2 separate regions of the Zea mays genome follow, and region 2 is linked to region 1. The links are chromatin contacts, called in public Hi-C maps. All regions are on one chromosome and are shown on one strand. Each heading gives the region's core, a stretch centred on a gene start, on an enhancer-like site or on the middle of the called end of the contact. The rest is flanking DNA. Distances are from core to core; before and after follow the strand shown. Region 1 holds the start of LOC100282912. Region 2 has its middle 20 kb from the start of LOC100382671.

What was found. Hi-C and Micro-C count contacts between places; a contact is called where the count stands out from the background.
Region 2: a Hi-C map of ear shows a contact between it and region 1, with 3 times the contacts expected there. The contact joins the enhancer-like site here to the promoter of LOC100282912 in region 1. A contact is called at or near these places in 2 of 25 Hi-C or Micro-C datasets (ear and leaf).

The regions. Positions count from the first base shown.
Region 1 is chr6:7,634,738-7,639,520 of Zm-B73-REFERENCE-NAM-5.0, forward strand. It overlaps LOC100282912, which reads left to right and starts at 1,546. Exons shown (of 10, transcript NM_001155818.1): 1 at 1,546-1,668; 2 at 1,869-2,091; 3 at 2,387-2,465; 4 at 2,956-3,054; 5 at 3,156-3,269; 6 at 3,680-3,837; 7 at 4,444-4,519; 8 at 4,771-4,783. The coding sequence starts at 1,991.
Region 2 is chr6:7,381,797-7,386,510 of Zm-B73-REFERENCE-NAM-5.0, forward strand. No RefSeq gene overlaps it. Among protein-coding and RNA genes, the nearest start is that of LOC100382671, 20 kb to the left of the region's middle. Within about 2 kb of position 2,230, at least 11 of the 20 cell types and tissues checked have an H3K27ac peak or open chromatin away from gene starts, as enhancers often do. A contact at or near this core is called in ear and leaf, where this site is marked.

The sequences.
Region 1 (4,783 bases), core at 296-2,795:
GGAGACAATCAATAAAAAATCTTGAAATTTTTTTGATCGACTAGTAGTTTAGAAAAAGGCAGAAACGACTTGCTGCGGCCGTGAGCGGTGAGCCGAAGGGGGCAGCCTGAAACTTCTGGGCCCACGGTAACGACGGCCCTCATGCCAGAGTTGGTGCTGGGCCGAAAGCCGCATTGTTTGAGGCCCATAAAATGAATTTGGGGTTTAAAATTGTAAATCGACGTTACATATTGGTTCTCAGCTCGTTATTTACATCATTTAATAAACAAAAAGGTTGGAGATAGATCGATATATAGAAGACGCAATGAAATATATTTTTTGACCACGGCATCACCTGTTTACATATGATGATGATGATACCGTAGCATTAATTCCTCGGGCAGAGAAAGGTTGCTGCACCATTCTGACCTCCTTAATGAACCAGCATACCTGACAAGTACTCCAATTCCATGGCCTGTCATTGTTGATGTCAGGTGATTTTACTGACAGTACTACACAACCGTCTCAGTGTCTGTCTGGAGTCAGTCTTTTTTACCATTGGCCGGTGATCATCGTCAGTAGTGCTCTGCTGCCGCTAGTATCACTGCATATCAGGCTGGCTGTTATCATCTGGCAAGCCATGAAGTGACAATCTTACTGACAGCTCTCTTTCTTTCTTGTTTTCTCGGTACTAATCCATTTCACACAGATCTTGCAGCATCGAGCAATACAATCTACACCGACAAGTGTCAAACAAGTACTAGCATGACTTGACTAATGGTGGACTAAAGTGGCTCGGCTAGCCGGTCGTACATGTGTTTTCTTCACTACCAATCCAATCTGGAACTGGTAGTAGCAACGTCAACGACTCAATTTAGAGACGACTCCTCCTAGTGCCACTGAAAACCTCACAATTCACACGACTCCTAACCACACATCACTTCCACGTGGGCTCACGCGCGCCGGGCCCCCACCAGCCAGCGTCCCAAACCCGCGTGTCCGCGCACGCCGCCAAAAGCAGTCGCGCCCAGGCTAGCACTAGCGCGGCGCCGGGCCAGGCCAACCCACGTGCCGCCCCCGCGGGCCACTCGCCGCTGGGCCCAGGGCCCTCCACCCCAACCCCACACCACCACCCACCGGACGCGTCGGTCGGCCCCACGTGGAGGGTACACGCCGTGTCGGGCGGCGTGGACCTGGTGGGGCCCAGCGGTGAGCGGAACGCACACGCCGCTCCCCTCCTCCCTCCTTTCTCCTCTGCTGTGCTGCCTGCCCCGCTCGCCTTTTTTTTGGTTGCCCCGCGTTGTTTTGCGCATAGGACCCTGTGCTTTTTCCATATACTTCGGTAATGGAGCGGTTCCAGATGGTCGTCGGTCAACTTTTCCATCCCCAGCCTCCCTGCTGCAGGCGCCGGTGAATGGATGGACCGAGCTCGGACTCGATTCTTTTTACCGGCAGGTCAATTGGTACCGACAAGCCCACACCAGAAATGTTCAGGGTGTAATCTGCAAACAAAAAGACAAGACATGTCCTTTCCTTAATCCCTACTCGCTTCCAGACTGCCCCCTCCTCGAGCCCTCGCCCGCGTTCGCCCCCGGCTGGGATCACCGCGCGTTTGCCGGCGCCATGGCCGTCGCAGTCGCCGTCGCCAGCCAAAATCCACTAGCAGCGCGTAACCTCCTGCCGATCTAGGTTGGTGCGCGCTACCGCTTCCCTCCCCTTCTGCTCCCCGTCGACGCCATCTCCTCAGCCCCAGATTGCATCTCCCTCTTCTTCCTCTGGTTCTTTCGGCCCGGGCAGAATGCCTCTTTTTTTTCTTCTTCTTCTTACTCGCAGGCTGCGGGCTTATGCTCGAAGGCGCGATCTTTACGCTCGGAGTGGCTTCGTTTCAGGAGACGGGGGATTTCTTCTCGCCCTTTTCCTCGCCTTGCGGCTGCGGAATACCGGGGCCGGCCTGGATTTGCTCGAGAGTGAGAGGAAGGCGTAACAGTGTGAAGGAGGCGCGGGGGACAATATGGCTGCGGAAATGGTGAAAGCGGCGACGAGCGACAAGCTCAAGGAGATGGATTGGGCAAAGAACATCGAAATCTGCGAGCTCGTGGCGCAGGATCCTGGGTATGCTTGCCATCCCCCCTCCTGTTTTTTTTCCCTTTCGGAACCATTGGTTACCGAGTAGCATTGCAACTTTTGCTGGCTGAAGCCTGTGACGATGAATTCGCCCTTACCGTCACGATTTCTTTCCGGAGAATCGATCTGGGAGCGATATCAGTTTCTCGTTGCCAGTTGGCTATGATTTTTTTTCTTGTTGCACATAAGTCGTGGCTCGTGGGTTGCCATTTGGAAAAGGGTGGGTTTTTTTTTGTTCACTTGAATGATGTGTTGATTTTCTGTTTCCTGTCACTGCCACCAGGAAAGCGAAGGATGTGATCAAGTCTGTAAAGAAGTGTATAGGGAGCAGGAGCAAGACCACTCAACTCTTTGCTGTTATGGTGAGTTGTTTTCACAGAAGCAGCCCTCCTGGATCCTGATTCCACCATCAACTATTCAACTGGCGCGCTATAGTTATCTAGATGACTATGATAGACACAGGAACATATTTGTTCTTTATTTGATCATGGATCATAGACATGTAAAGAAGGAATGGCGACCTGTACTTTTTGCTCACGCAGCCACCCACAATGGAAAAGTCGACGAAGGAAAAAAGAGCCACTCTTGCTAATGTTTACTGCTCATTTGATGTAAAAGGGGGCATGGAAGTACTTCACACGTTTTCTTGTCTGCTGGGATGATTCTTTGCTTTATTTATGTCTTGATTTTTTTAAACTCTTATTTTAGGTCTTGGTCCTGATGTCACTGTACCTAAATGGCCTATCATTTCTCATATGTTTTTAAATTAATTAGCTCACATTACATAATGTGCGAATGTGTTTTTATGGTTAAGCTATAGTCTTGATTCAGATTCACTTCTATTTGATTCAGCTATTGGAGATGCTTCTGAATAATTGCGGAGAGCCTGTCCATAGGCAGGTCATTGATAATGGCCTTCTTCCAATACTTGTGAAGATAGTGAAGAAAAAGGTAACTTATTTTTCACTGAATTTATTATGGCAATTGTGAAACCTGTTCTCATTTGGAACTTCACCAATTGGTCTTGACGTAACACACTATCTTGGTTGCAGACGGATTTACCAGTTCGAGAAAAAATATTTCTTCTGTTAGATGCAACACAAACATCCCTTGGTGGAGCTAAAGCAAGGTTCCCTCAGTACTATGAGGCATACTATGAGTTGGTGGTAGGTATCATATTTGCAGCTGAGAATTTTCCTTGATTCCCTTTGTTTATTCCCATGTATTTGTGTTGAGAATTTTGGTAGCGCTATGTTTAACTGTTGGTGCATTTATTCCTTTTACTAGATGTTTTTTTCCTGCTCAACTGAAACACATGTGCAAATTGTTTGTCAATTTATTTATAAATATGTGAAGACTCATAAAAATGTTGTACATACTTCTGTGGTGCTGTTGTTTGCTTGGTGGTTGCAAGATTTATTCCTTAACCACTTCTATGGCTCCAATATCTGCAGCACATTCCTTCTCTTGAACATATTATTTTGTTGTTAGCTTACAATAGAAAGTAGCTGTTTTTGGTTCTTGCAGTGTTTATTATGATATATAGCTGAAGCTATCATTTATCTTGCCTCCATAGTCTGCTGGTGTGCAATTTTCAAATCGGCCAAATGTTCTTGTCACACGAGCAGAAGTGCCAGTCCCAGAAACGAGAACAGAACCAAATAATGAAAGTTTATCGACCCGTTTGACTGAAGCTCAACAGGAAGTGCACACTCAGCCTGTTCCTGATGCAAGGTACTTTCTTGGCATTGAAATGCTAATCTTGAACTGTGTGGTACATTTCAATCATCTCGAGTTTTTTTTTTTTTTGAAATTTTGGTGCCTCTATTCCTTTTGGTTTGTATGTCCTGTTATTGTTGCAAGGTTAACTAGCCTATTAACATCCTAACATGTCAAAAAGTTTGTACTGCTCATTCTTTTCTTTTTTTTGGTCAATAGATTTTTGGCGAACATGCCTTGATGCTACATTGCTAATTTGCTATGAGTCACTATGATGATATATTGCATGCGGCAATGCCATGTGGTTGAATAACCATTAGCACGCAGTTTGTTTTAGCTTTTGATTTACTTTTGCAATTGCAGTGTCACTTGGTAATGTTATGTGTTGTTTTCTTTTTTTCTATTCCATGATATTTATACATCATCATACATCTCTTCTGGGTGGAACCTATGACATGATGACCTCAGGATGCCATAGTTAGCATCTGTGATGCACTGATACCTTTCATTATTGATTTAATACTTAGAATAATATAACTGGATCTGGATGCGGCAAATTTTGCCTCGTCTTTATGGACTGTAATTCATATGTTCTAACAGCGTATTTTGATGTTTTTTCAGTATAGTCCAGAAAGCCTCTAGTGTCATGGAAGTATTGAGGGATGTGCTTAATTCTATGGATCCTAGGCACCCTGAGGTATGTGTTAAATTAATATCTGCAACAACACCAAAGCCTTTTAGTCCCAAACAAGTTGGGGTAGGCTAGAGTTGAAACCTAATGGAAAACCACAAGTCAAGGTTCTGTTAAATTAATATCCACATCATCAATATATCTGTATCCTTCTCAATTTTGCTTGTTGGATTTTTTTGCACCTCTCTATCCTCTTGCTGTGTAGCTAAAATGCTTTTACTCTTTATAACTTATGCCCTAGCGCTGTGTTCTTGTAGGGAGCAACGGATG
Region 2 (4,714 bases), core at 980-3,479, 250 kb before region 1:
GGAGCGATGATCCGGTACAGGTAGGGGTGCATGGGTATTCATGGGGGGGCTGTGTTGGTGCTCAGATCAGACGGTGGCCATGCATGGATCATGGATCGCGTTCGATGGGGTGGAATAAATGAATATGCATGGTAACTGCGAAAGCAGGTTCTTCTTCTTGTTGCGATGCTGGGCGGCCGCTGCAGGCCGGAGAGCATGATCGAGCATCGCGGTGGTCCAAGTGATCGAGCTCGATCGATCCAGCATGCATGCATGAAGCGCAGCGCAGTGCAGAGTGCGCTTTTAGCAGGCGGAGGCTTTTGCTCTGCTGATGCAGCCCGTAGCGAGTCCCAAGGCGCGAGTGTACTTGCTGCTGCTGTTGTAGTGAATATAAGCTGGCCTTTAGGCTTTAGGCGCCTTCTTCAGTCTCATAAGCATGCAGTGCATTGCATGCATGCATATATATGCAGCACTACTACTGCACCAGTACTAGTACATGCCCTGCAGTCCTGCCTGCACGGCTGCACTATGAGTAGTGATGAGTGTGTGAGTGAGGATGCAGAGAGAGAGAGAGAGATACTAGCTAGTAGATAGATGTGTAAAGACTGATGATGGATCTGATTAAAGGGAGGGAGAGAGAGAGAGAATACAATGCAATGCAATGCAATGCAATGCAAAGCAAAGCAGTTGGAAAAAGGTGTGGCATTTCCGAGCCGAGTATAGGATAGCGATGTGTGGGGATGAAGGTCAGGGACTGCCGCAGCAGGAATCAAGACAGGATTGCATCTGCAGGCAAGCCGGTGGTGGAATTGAATTGAAGGCTGGAGCTGGGCTGCAGCCTGCAGGAAGAAAAGGGGCCGGCGGGGGGGTCCCAGTCCCAGTCCAGCGGCCGGCACTGAATCGAATGCCTGACCCGGCGCCCTAGCTAGCTAGCTTCTTGCATCGGAGTGCGAGCGCAAAGCGCATGTATATGCATGCATTCATGCAGAGGGGAGGGGAGAGCTTTCTTTCTTCGGTCCTTCTTGTTCTTGATTGAGAGCACTACTCGCCACCGCTTGCATTGCATCGTCTCCCTCCTCGTCCCGTCCTGCGTGCGTCCGCATGGCATGGCTGAATACATACATACATACATACCTCTGCCATTACGCTTTTCAGGCACATGCTAAGTAGTAGCAGCAGATGATACATCTCATCTCATAAAGAAAACATAGTTAACACCACCCGCTTTCCCGGTGTCCTGTCCTGCGCTGCTCGCGTGCGTACAAGGTTGCATTCTATCAGCAGTATCAGCGCTAGCGACTGATGATGTATCAGCTGGACCATGCTGCATATATATGTTCCTCAATCCTCATGCAACCTCTGAATAATCTGAACAGAGAGCTTCACCATTATTAATTGCACGCTCATCGTCAGTCTTTGTTTAATCTGCACAGGAACCTGACGATCTAGCTTTTCTGGGTGGCATGCATGGCATATTTGTCCATTGAACCGGTAGATACCTGAAAGGCAGATGAAAGGCACTGCTCATATGTATGCAGCAGTAGCATGTGTTCTTCACCTCAGTGCAGCGCACGCAGGTGCTTGCAGAGAGGAGGCCACATCGTGTCGTCCATGCATGTCAAAAGTGAGGAGGACGGCTGCTCGATGGTGCGGTCAAGTACAGTACTAGTACTGCTACAGCTAGCCCTAGCCAGGACTGCAGCAGAGTGAATAATGATACTTCAATACATGCATACTGAACACTGATGAATAGCTAGATAGTAGTATTCCCTCCTTTCCAGATTATAAGTAGGTTTTCGAGGTATGCATGATAGTGTGTGTCGTGCATGTGATGGATATAGATTAGCAAACCAAAAGACCAGCTACCTGCTCATCAACTTGGCTTCCTGCTAACTAACGAGCAAAACGCATCCATTATACATCAGCCTCAGCTCAGCTGCTCAACTGATGGATGATGATGAGAATGTGATCGAGAGCCCTGCCTTTGCCTACAGTAGCTACAACTACAGTACCTGTTGATTTTGGTCTTGGTCCCAAGATGGGGTCGTCCAACAAACTTTGAATCTGCAGACATACCTAGCTAGTTAGGAGCGAGTAGCTATATGTGAACATGTGGTTGATATGCGCGTGGTTGGTTGATGTGTTCGTGGGAATCAGGCTCGCGTCGGCACGGGTGACCAGCGAAGCTCTCTCCTAGCATCTCTGTGCGTGCAGGTGGAAGTGGTAGAAAATAACTAGGTTGTACTCGTGCATGCAGACTACGCTCAGCCGGTACAGGCCACCAATCATATGCATGCACACGGTCAACGCGCGTGACGAGCCTGGACGTGGCCAAGCGGACAACCAATCAGGCCGTATATGTTTACGGTGAGGCTGGCTCCAACAAGGCCCCCTAAAGGGTTCTCTACCCTAAATATAGAGGACCAAATGGTCCTCTACGCTCTCCAGCAACGTCCTTTAAACGGTTCTTTAAATTTAGAGGACGCTGCTGGATTCTCTATATATAAAGTTTCTCTAAACGGTCCTCTATCCATTTGACTACTTTAAATAACCGGTTTAGCAAAACTAAAATATGTATAATACATTTGAGAGTATGATAAATACGTATGTATAAAAAATAAAATTAAAAAATATCTTTTATATGGGTATTTGAGTATAGAGGACGTGATTTAGAGGACGTTGTTGGAGAGAAATGAGATATAGAGGATGAAATTTTTTAGAGTAGACTGTAAAGGACAGATATAGAAGATGAATATAGAGGACGTTGTTGAGTGATTGTCAATGTGGCAGATTTAAAAATCAGCCATAAAACATATGCATGTCAGCGCTTCATCTTCAGCTGTCTCATCGTTACTGTGCTATTATTATGTTGTGGATTGGACTCAGCCCCGACCCGCGGGTCTCGCTTTCACCTCCGTGCCAGCCCACGAGGCCCGCTACAAATGTAGCCCAAAAACGGCCGCGGACAGACAGTCAAATAGACGCAGAGAAATATGGGTTCGGTTCTCAGCTTTTGTGCTTGTGAACTCACTTTCTGGTATTATTCATTCGTTATTGCAATTTGTAACTCAACAAAAAACAATGTTCTAAATCTGAAACTGTTGATCAATATTTGTAGCACTGGGCACAGATGGACGGAGGTCCATAGCCGCGGATGATCCACGAATAGATCGAATCAGACGGTTAAAGCTTCTAGCTCACGTGTTTAGTCCTCTAATCCCACAAAAACGCTTAGGAACGGGTCTATACCTTCCCCTTATATATTTGAAGAGGTACGACCGATTAAACAACCAACAATTAATCAAACAATCAATATATCTTTAGTAACATAGATCTCATCCTCTAATCTTCACCTCTCTAATAGTGTGTTTGGTTTGAGGAATGAAGTAATCCATCTTCTTCTCACTCATCACTTTTTTATTTGGTTTGTGGAATAGAATGAGTTGATCCATCATCATCTCATTCCTCATAAGCTAATAATTAGTATATAAATGAGGAGTGAGTTGATTCCACCAAAATTGATGGAATGAACCTATGATGCATCACCTCATGAAGCATAGAGTGACTCCACAAACCAAACACACCATAAGATTCTATGTCGTTTAGAGACGTCTTGGGTGGCCTGCGGATCCCAAGACAAGCCCTAGGATCTCTCCTCCCGACAGGGTCCCTCTCGGGAGCGAGATCTAGGTGCTCTTGGTGAAATCCGTCGCCTCTGCACATGCCCGGACCGTTCTGCCATCAGGCACAAACTATCCGGCCCGTCGGACAGAAACACTAGCTTTTGTACCAGGTCGCGGACCGTCCACGCCTCCTCCGCAGAAAGCACCTTCGCCGGTATCCATCATGGACTCGTGGTGATTGGCGACTATAACGACGCCAACAGAGAAACATTGCAGTTTTTTTGGACAAAACAAAAAAAGATATGGAGGACGGACGTGCAGGGAAGGGGCAGGCCCACGTGGGTGTCATGGGTATTCATTGAATACCCAAGTTTTTGGTGATCTAAGTAATTTTGTCAATAATGTATTAGACAAAATAGTTTTAGAGCACTAATTTCTTTAATCTTTTTGTTGACACCTTTTTCGGGTGCCAAACACTCAACAAGAACCGGCGGCGGTGCTCTCTGCACAGGCGCGGACGGTCCGCGACCAGGGACCGGACGGTCCGCGACCTGGAGCAGGGGCAAAGGTTCCCTGCCTGACGGCCGGACGGTCCGCGCGTGCGCAGGGGGTGGCGAAGGTCGCCGGCGGCGCCTGGATCTCGCTCCCGGGAGGGACCCCGTCGGGGAGGAGAGATCCTACGTGTTGTCTAGGCTCGGCAGGCCGACCTAGACTCCTCTAATCGACGTAGAGTCGAAGAGAGGCGGAGAATTTGGAGATTGAGAGGCTAAACTAGAACTAGACTAGAACTATTCCTAATGCGTAAGGTAAAAACGAGAAATAGACTTGATTTGTTCGATTGATGGGGGGTTCAATCGGCCGTAGCCCTTCATCTATATAAAGGGGGAGGTCTGGATCCGTTTCCAACTGTTTCCCGAGTTAATCCCGCGGTTTTAGGCAACAAATCCCGCGAGAAACTAGGAACCCTAACTGACTCTGCGCGCGCGGACCGTCCGGCCTCAGGGCCGGACCGTCCGCAAGGCTCATTTTAGCCTTCAACATATGCCCCCCTGCCTTTTGGTGAAGGTTGACGAACCAAAAGCATATGAACTAAACCTGATGTAAGTCATCGG